Regions from separate parts of the Mus musculus genome. Here region 1 is linked to region 2. Evidence: chromatin contacts called from public Hi-C data. All regions are on one chromosome and are shown on one strand. The core of a region is the stretch at or near the end of the contact, and the rest is flanking DNA. Distances in the headings are between cores, read along the strand shown.

Region 1 (4,345 bases), core at 1,640-4,139, 250 kb before region 2:
TATTTTGATTCCCGACATCTCCAAACAACTCTTTAAGAAGAGCATGGTAGGACAAAATACTCCCATTCTTTTATCACCCATTGGTCCAGAAAGATATATCTTATAGCTGGAACTTCAAAGTCTAGGTCCCCGGGTATGTGGTTTGAATGAGATCTCTTCCCATGAGCCTTGGGCAGCTGAATACTTGGCCACCAAGTTGGTAGCTAGTTATGGAAGATGAGTTGTGGCTTTGCTGGAGGAAGTATATCACTGGAGGTAGACTTCTTTCAAAGGACTCTTCCCCTTTTAAGTTAGCCATCTCTGCTTCCTGTTTGTGGTTAGAGATGTGTACCCAGCTACTGCTCCAGCCAGTATGCCTGCTTCTCATTCCTCTGGAACCATAAACATTATATAACCCTCCCTTCTGCAAGCTGGCTTGGTTTCTCACGGTGACAGAAGAGTAAAGACAGCTACTTCAGTCACAACCTGGATCATCAGCCCTCGAGTGATGATGTCTAAACCAGTTCACTGTGAAAGCCCTAGTACAGAAACAAGCTTCTTCCCATAGAAGAAAGGAGATCCAACTAACGTTCAGATTCTCGTCAAGGCTTTAGGGACAGAGAAGCAAACTCTACTGGCCACACTCCTGTCATTTCTTCAGAGACCTACATCTGTCTCAAATACATTCACAGCTTCCTTATCTTTTCTTATATTTATTTATTTATTTTGGTTTTTTTGAGGCAGGGTTTCTCTGTGTAGCCCTGGCTGTCCTGGAACTCACTCTGTAGACTAGGCTGGCCTCTTCCTTCCAAGGATGTGGCTAAAGGGATGAGGTCCCACTTCATGGCTATTGAGATAGAGTGTTGCTACATAGCATTCACTGGCTGGAACTTGCTATGTAGACCAGGCTGGCTTCAAATTCAGAGATTTGCCGGCCTCTGTCTCCTGAGTGCTGAGATTAAGGGTGTGCACCACCACATGGCCCTGCACTTACTTGCTCCATGGTGTGCATGTGGAACTCAGAAGATAACCTGTAGCAGTCAGTACAGTCTCTTTCTACCATATAGGTTCCAGGAACCAAACCAACATCTTCAGGCTTCATGGTAAGTCATCTGGACAGCTGCCAATGTTACATATTTTTATCTGACCAAGACATTCTACAGCATGAGTCTATCATGTTCCAGTGATTAATGCTTTGTTAGTATTAATCCATACACACTCTAAGATATCTTATAAACCCAGTGACTAAAAACATACCATACATAACAGTGTGGAACCCATCTGAAGACATTATATTGAATCATTGGAAATCCAAGGGTCTGGAGCTGGGTATGGTACACACCCTGTAATGTACCAGGGAAGAAGAGGCAGAAGAGTCGGGACTACAAGTCCATGCGCCTCATACTCAGTGCTGTGGTCAATCCTGAACGACAATTAGTAGGACTTAGAAGCACCATGACAGCAAGTATTTGGTCATATACGTGTTTAATCTTTGTTAGGTTATTTGCGAGAGGAAGACACACCCTTAATGTGGGACATAACATTCTGTGGTCTGAGGTCCCATAATGAATAAAAAGGAGAAAGTGGGCTCAATACAAGCACTCATCAGGGTGGACAGTTCCCTCAAGGCCTTGCTGCCACGACTCCCTGCTACCTTGGACTGTGTGCCCTCAAACTGTGAGCCCAAATAAACTCTTTCTTCCTTTCTCAAGGTGTTTTATCATGGCAAACAGGAAAAAAGAATACTAAAAAAAAAAAAAAAAAAAAAGACTGTCATGAAGTGGGGCTGTTGCCATGATAAACCCAACCATATAGTTCTTACCTGTTTGGAACTGGTTTGTTGGAGGAACATGGAAGAGTTTTGAAACTTTGGGCTAGAAAAGCCTTTGAGTACTACAGGCATAGTTTAGTGGGTCATGCCCGTGGGAACCTGGAGAATAATTCTGAGAGCAATGGGGACAGCAGAGGCCTGGTTCACAAGGTTCCCAGTGAAGAGCCAGTGGGACCATTCATGGGATATTCTGGGAAATAGTCCGCCTGTGTCATAAGAGCCTGAATCTGGTTGAATTTAAAGGCTTGTTGTCTCACTCCAGGCCTCTGCTGACAAAGCATGCCATGGTGGGGAGCACAAGTCACTGAAGAGAGGAGGACTGGCGAGCAGGCAGGAGTTCAAAGCCAACCAGGACTACACAGTGAGACCATCTCAACATTACCCCCTCCCCTCCCATCTAGAATAATATCTGTAGTTTCTGATCTGTATTTAACACACTCAACTGTACAATAAAATATAATTTACTCCCTAGAGAGTTGGTGTGTGTTCCTATGTGGGCTCCTGTGAGGGAAGCTACAAAACATTTCTCTGTCCACTTAGCTACCAACTAGCTGTGACTCCCACAAGCAGCTCACTACACAACTCCAGCACCAGGGGATGCAATGCCTCTGGCCTCTGTGAGCTCCTGTACTCGTGTGCACACACATACACTTCTTTTTGTTTGTTTTGGTTTTTGTTTGTTTGTTTTTGTTTTTTCGAGACAGGGTTTCTCTGTGTAGCTCTGGCTGTCTTGGAACTCACTCTGTAAACCAGGCTGGCCTCAAACTCAGAAATCCACCTGCCTCTGCCTCCCGAGTACTGGGATTAAAGGCCTGAGCCACCATGCCCAGCTACACATACACTTCTTGAACACACATCCTCCACACCCACACTAAAGTGGCCTCTGTTAGTGTAGCACCATCCCTTTTTCATGGGTTGTTTCTTCTGACTCAATGTTACTCAGCAAGGCTGGCGATCCTAACAGCCATTCCCACCTCCTCTGTACACGGCTCCCCTTCCTGTGCAAAGCACCCTCTTCTCACAAGCCAAAATATCTGACTCAGGAAAGGACACGTGGGACCATGAGATTTTCTATGTGCAATGGGGCAAGGCAACCTCTGCCAGAGTAAACATTAGAAACAGAGCCAGTTTCCCTACAGCTTACACAGGATAGTCAGTTTCTTTGCTTAAACTGTGTTGAGTGGGTTCCTAATGATTCCTAGTTAGAGTCCTAGTTATTTTTCTTTGCATACTTTCTAAATTTTAATAAAGATATAGAAAGCATATTTTAAAAACAATTTTAAATTTGAAAGCCATATTCCAAGACAAATGTGAACTGGGAAACCTGGGTAAGATCAATACAATGTCGTATAGCACAACCCAACCCATCGCTTCTCCAGCTCCTGTCCCCACCTCTCCGGCCTTAATCTCTTCTTACTTTACTGCCAGCAGAAAGCAAAAGTCCACATTAGTTTTAACAACTTGTTAGAGCCAGGAATGGTGGCACAATCCCAGTGTAGACTGTAAAGGCAAGAGCCTCAGGAGTTCAAGGTCAGCCTTAGACTACACAGTAGTTTAAAGTCAGCCTGGGGTACAGATGTACTAGCATACTAGGCAGCCAGAGAGCAAGGCTCTCAAAACAAAAACAGAAACAAAAGACCTCCAAAGTTTCTCCAACTAAGCAACTCCCTGTCTTTAGGGTCAAACCCTAAGAAGCAGAAGCTGGGACCCCAGTAGAGGAGTTAAAGGACTGGGGGAGCTGAAGGGGTTTGCAACCCCATAGGAAGAACAACAATACCAACCAACCAACATCCCCGCCCCCTCCCCAGAGCTCCTAGAGACTAAACCACCAACCAAAGAGGACAGATGGAGTGACCCATGGCTCCAGCCACATATGTAGCAGAGGATGGCCTTTTTGGGCATCGATGGGAGGAAAGACCCTTGGTCCTGTGAAAGCTTGATGCCCCAGTGTAGGGGAATGCTAGCTCAGGGAGGCGGGAGTGGGTGGGTGGGGGAGCACCCTCATAGAAGCAGGCAGAGTGGGGATAGGGAGTTTCCGGGCTGGGAAAGGGGATAACATTTAAAATGTAAATAAAGAAAATATCCAAAAAAAAAAAAAAAGAAGCAGAAGCTGTTGGTTAACCAAGTTTGTGATACTTAGGTAAATGTACTGTTCAGGAACACATATATTTATACTTGTGCATATTTAAAATATATAAGATACTAAAAATATATGCACATATACACAGATCCACTCAACAGTGACATCCACCCAACCATTTATTGCTTCTGTTGTTTTCAGTTTTGTTGTGATTAGGTCTTTTTTGTTTTTGTTTTTGTTTTTCAAGACAAGGTTTCTCTGTGTAGCCCTGGCTGTCCTGGAACTCACTCTGTAGACCAGACTGTCCTTGAACTCAGAAATCCACCTACCTCTGCCTCCCAAGTGCTAGGATTAAAGGCGTGAGCCACCACTGCCCAGCGTGACTAGGTCTTATTAGGTAAATCAGACAGGACGCAAACTCGCAGACACCAGTCTGCCTCTGCCTCCCCAGTCCT
Region 2 (4,761 bases), core at 999-3,498:
ATTTATTTATTTATTTATTATATGTAAGTACACTGTAGCTGTCTTCAGACACTCCAGAAGAGGGAGTCAGATCTTGTTACAGATGGTTGTGAGCCACCATGTGGTTGGTGGGATTTGAACTCTGGACCTTCGGAAGAGCAGTCGGGTGCTCTTACCCACTGAGCCATCTCACCAGCCCCCTCCATTTTCTTTTCTTTTTTTTTAATTTTTTATTAGATATTTTCTTCATTTACATCTCAAATGCTATCCCAAAAGTCCCCTATACCCCCACCCCCTTGCTCCCCTACCCACCCACTCCCACTTCTTGGCCCTGGTGTTCCCCTGTACAAGCTTGCAATCCCACCAGCAATGGAGAAGTGTTCCTCTTTCTCCACATCCTCGCCAGCATCTGCTGTCATCTGAATTTTTGATCCTAGCCATTCTGACTGGTGTGAAGCAGAATCTCAGGGTTGTTTTGATTTGCATTTCCCTGATGATTAAGGATGTTGAACAGTTTTTCAAGTACTTCTCAGCCCTTCAGTATTCCTCAGTTGAGAATTCTTTGTTTAGCTCTGTGCCCCATTTTTTAATGAGGTTATTTGATTTTCTGGAGCCCAGCTTCTTGAGTTCTTTGTATATATTGGATATTAGTCCCCTATAGTTATTTCTTGTGAACTGAAAAACAGTACAGACCTTTAACATAAGAGAGAAAACTAAACGATGTCTGTGTTACCCTTTATCCCTCCAAGAGTGAGCCAGGCCTGGCTATATTTGTCTGGAGAGGAGATCATTTTGAAATAGAAGAGATTAATTATATGATTTTCTCAGTTTGCTTGACCTATTTCTTTAAATGTGTAAATGAATTTTTAAAAACATCTTATTGGTTCTTTGTGAATTTCACACCATGTACCCCAATCCTTCTCATCTCCTCCTTCCGTCTCTTCTACCCTTGCATCCTCTCCCCAATGGAGGAAAAAATCCTCATGGAAGCTATAGTGTATAACAGTGTATACAGAGCTCATGCATCCTTTTGTTCCCATTTCTTTACAAATGTTCATTGCAAAGACTCATTGGTCTGATACAATGCCTCTGACTTCTGCTGCCTCAGTGGGACTCCTCTCAGATATCCTGTTGTTGCCCTGTGTCATGGAGATCTTGTAATTTTGGATCTATGGGATTGGGCCCCTTCGTGCCCTCCAGTAGTTCCATCAATGCGATAGATGTTGGAGTGGGCCAATTCAGAGCCCTGGATCTGGGCCTGAGAGGTATCTGAGCTGGTCTTCCTGAGGGCTCTCCTGCTCTCTCCACCTTGGGGCTGGCTCACCAGCAACCCCTGGAAACAGGGTCAGCTCTACCCTGCTGCCCAGGTGAGGTGCAGAGCCTGCTCTCCTGAGTGTTACAGCTAATAAGGGACATGGCCAGTTCTCTGATTCTCATGACTCTGGGGCCAACTCCTCTGCCTGCCATAGATGGTAAATAAAGATTTTTTTTTTTAAAATGTGAATCAAGTGCTCTGTTATAAAGATTAATTTTATTCATGAAAGGGTTGCTGTTTTTCTCTTTGTAGTATTGCTACCAGTAGTGCAGTTTCAAAGGAGCTTACCAGACTTTTGAAGATACCTGTTGATACTTACAACAATATCTTAACAGTATTAAAGTTAAAGCATTTCCACCCACTTTTTGAGTACTTTGACTACGAGTCCAGAAAGAGCATGAGCTGTTATGTGCTTAGTAATGTTCTGGATTATAACACAGAAATCGTCTCTCAGGACCAGGTAAGAGAACACAGATATGCTCTTCTAGGGAATTAGAAAAATATGGTTGACTAAGATTTTAGATATTGAGCTGTAGACACTGGTTATAAATGAAGGAGGTAACATAATAATAAAAATATGAATAGCTTATTTGTTATATAGAAGTTAAAAAATTGGAGATGTACAAAGAATTATTAAATACCTCTGATTTCACCACAGTTGATTAACATTTGGCATACCTCTTTTCAGATTTTTGTCCATAAATGAATACATTGACCTATCAACTTTTCAATGCCTTTGGAACAACCTCCCTACTTCTCCCAATTTTATGTCCTCCTTTTTTTTTTTTTTTTTTTAAATTCAGCTCAATTATTACTTCCTGTATGTGAATGAGTAGAAGAGGGTCACCTGCTGGGAATATAAGCAACCTACCAGTGACTGTACCCCATAGAAGTGACTCTCCCGCCTTCAGTAGCCAGTATTTGCCAATAGCTCTTCAGCTAGGGTTGGCTCCTTGGGAACTTCCTTTCTATCCAGGATGAGTGTTGACTAGCTTGATCTTGGGCAGGCAATCAAAGCTACTGTGGAAAGGTGCTATTTTGCAGTAGTCCTTGACCTCTGGCTATAATATTTCTGTCCCCTCTTCAGTGTTCCCTGAGCCATGTTGGGGAGGGTATGCTAAAGACATGCTATTTAGGGCTTAACACTCCATAGTCATTTACTTTCTACCCTTTGAGTTCTATTAACTGTTATCCACTGCAAAAAGAAGCATCATTGATAAGGGAGAAAGCTATAATAATCTGTGGCTGGAAGGATATTTAGAAGATAGTTTGTTACTATGTCCACTTAGCAAAATAATAGTAGTAGACTCTGCCTTAGCCCTTTTTCTTCGTAATCCTTGGGTTCTTTGCCAGGTTTGCAGTACCAGTACCAGGCATGAATTCTACCCTGTGGAACAAACCTTAAGTCCAAGTAGAAAGCCCTGGTTATTCCTAAAATATTCATTCCACTATTGTACCAATGGGCGAATTTTGTCAAACTGGTTGTTACTGTAGCTTAAAAAGTTCACAGCTGGGTGAAACTGTTTATTCTAACTTTTTTACAAAAACACTGAATTATTTTGCTGATATTGTTTCATTATGTATCCACTTAGAAACTGTTGCCTTTTTTGTTGATAGTGTCAGGCTAATATTTTCTACTTTCTGTGTTGCAGGTAGATTCCATAATGAATTTGGTGTCCACATTGATTCAGGATCAGCCAGACCAACCTGTAGAAGACCCTGATCCAGAAGACTTCGCTGATGAACAGAGCCTTGTTGGCCGATTTATTCATCTGCTACGTTCTGATGATCCTGACCAGCAGTATTTGGTATGAGTTATCTCTTACTGTAACCTTTCCTCACGCTTAATGAGCAGAAAAGTGTTTAAAATGGTTTAATGCAGCTTTTGCATTGGTTTAAGGTGTTAAAAAACTTGTTACTGAATTAAAGTTCATGACCTTAAAAAAATTTATTTACCTATTTAGTTTTTTTGAGGCAAGTTCTCACTGTAGCCATGTTGGCCTTAAAATTATGATCCTGCTGCCCTAGCTTCCTGAGTGCTACAAATTCAGTTGTGTACCACCGTGCACAGCTGGGATTTTATTTTTGTATAAATGAATAGTTAAATTGTTGGCACTCATGAAGAACAAGTCAGGTATTCCAGCTTCTCTTGAAAACCTGAGAATTGCAGAAAAGCTTGCTTTCCTTTAGTTGGATATTACGTAATTGTTCTGTGTTCTGTGTCTTTTTCAACAGTGTAGTGCATTTAGAATGTTTAGTTGTTTATCATAATAAACTTAATGAGACATAAAATCTGATAGGAAGATATTTGTCAGATGAAAATGTATGAAGGACTTTAAAGTTTAGTGATCAGACAAGACAAAGCTTTCTCTTTTATCATAGTCCTCAGTTAATCTTTATGAAATGAAGATTTAAATGTGACCTAAGTAGGTAAGTTGGCATCTGATAGTGGATGATTTAAAAGGCTGATTTCTTTAATTTGTCTTAGGGAGAGTCTTTTATGCACTATGTGATCAAGACAGTATGTGAATACTGAAATATTTTAAGTTGCTCCCCCTTCTTCGCTCTTCCTTCTGTGTGTGTGGAGGGGATTGCTCTCATTTTCTGTGTCACATCGATAGTATTTATGGCTGATTGGTTATGTTTGTATGTCACCATATCAAAGAAATCCACAAGACCCAAATATATCACATACTGTATTTTACGTGAATTCTTTAGTGTTTATATTTGCGTGTTTATGTAGGTGCACCTGAAGGTTAAAGGTCAGCATCAAGTCAGGTACTTTCCATTGTGTTTTTCTAGACAGGGTTCCTCAGTGAGCTCCTGGAGTCAGCTGCTTCTGCCTTCCCAGTGCTGGGACTGCAGTTGCATGGCTGCGCCTGGCCTTTTATGAAGATGTTGGGAATCTAAACTCAGCTTATGCTAGAAGCATTTTACTGACTGAACCATCTGCCCAATCCTTTGGTTTTCCTTTTCTTTTCTTCTTTTCTTTCTGAACCAACCATACATTTGTTTCATACGGCTTTTTAAATTATATTGTAGTTTTCTTAATTTAAGTGTGCTTAGGAAGTTTGATCTACCTGTAAGGATAAATAATTAAGGTTATAGGAAGATCTAAAAGATTAGAGTTTAGACAACCCCAAATAGCTAGAACAGGCTTTATTTAATTCCAGAAAGATGGTTTCTCTAATTCTGGCCAACTAATCATGGCATAGGCCCCAGTCACTCAGTGGTCAGAGTTCAAGAGAATGAGGGGTTATATGTAGCCTTTTGAAGCTAAGGATAGGAAAGGTGGAAAGGGGAATTTAGCCGCTTTCCTTAGATAACCTGGGTTTTTTGTTTGTTTGTTTGTTTTCTGGTTTTGGAGACTGCGGGGTCTGTCATCTCTTTCTGCAACCACAAGGTGTTTGAGGCAGCTACTTTTTCCAAATAGCTGGCTTCCTGGAGCTCTGAGCTCAGTTTAGGGC

Evidence for each region. A called contact is a pair of places that touch in the nucleus more often than the background predicts.
Region 1: a contact with region 2 is called in a Hi-C map of nephron progenitors, with 6 times the contacts expected there. The contact joins two enhancer-like sites. A contact is called at or near these places in 20 of 484 Hi-C or Micro-C datasets (the C10 cell line, the C2C12 cell line, the G1E-ER4 cell line and 10 more), 4 of 115 datasets of contacts at active chromatin or transcription factors (cardiomyocytes and embryonic stem cells) and 3 of 9 other capture datasets (adipose tissue, embryonic stem cells and liver).

The regions. Positions count from the first base shown.
Region 1 is chr8:85,527,630-85,531,974 of GRCm38.p6, reverse strand. It overlaps Gpt2 (glutamic pyruvate transaminase (alanine aminotransferase) 2), which reads right to left. Exons shown (of 12, transcript NM_173866.4): 12 at 3,073-4,345. Among named protein-coding and RNA genes, the nearest start is that of Dnaja2, 26 kb to the left of the region's middle. Within about 2 kb of position 2,889, at least 41 of the 459 cell types and tissues checked have an H3K27ac peak or open chromatin away from gene starts, as enhancers often do.
Region 2 is chr8:85,271,813-85,276,573 of GRCm38.p6, reverse strand. It overlaps Vps35 (VPS35 retromer complex component), which reads left to right. Exons shown (of 17, transcript NM_022997.5): 11 at 1,547-1,754; 12 at 2,947-3,102. Among named protein-coding and RNA genes, the nearest start is that of Vps35, 25 kb to the left of the region's middle. Within about 2 kb of position 2,248, at least 2 of the 459 cell types and tissues checked have an H3K27ac peak or open chromatin away from gene starts, as enhancers often do.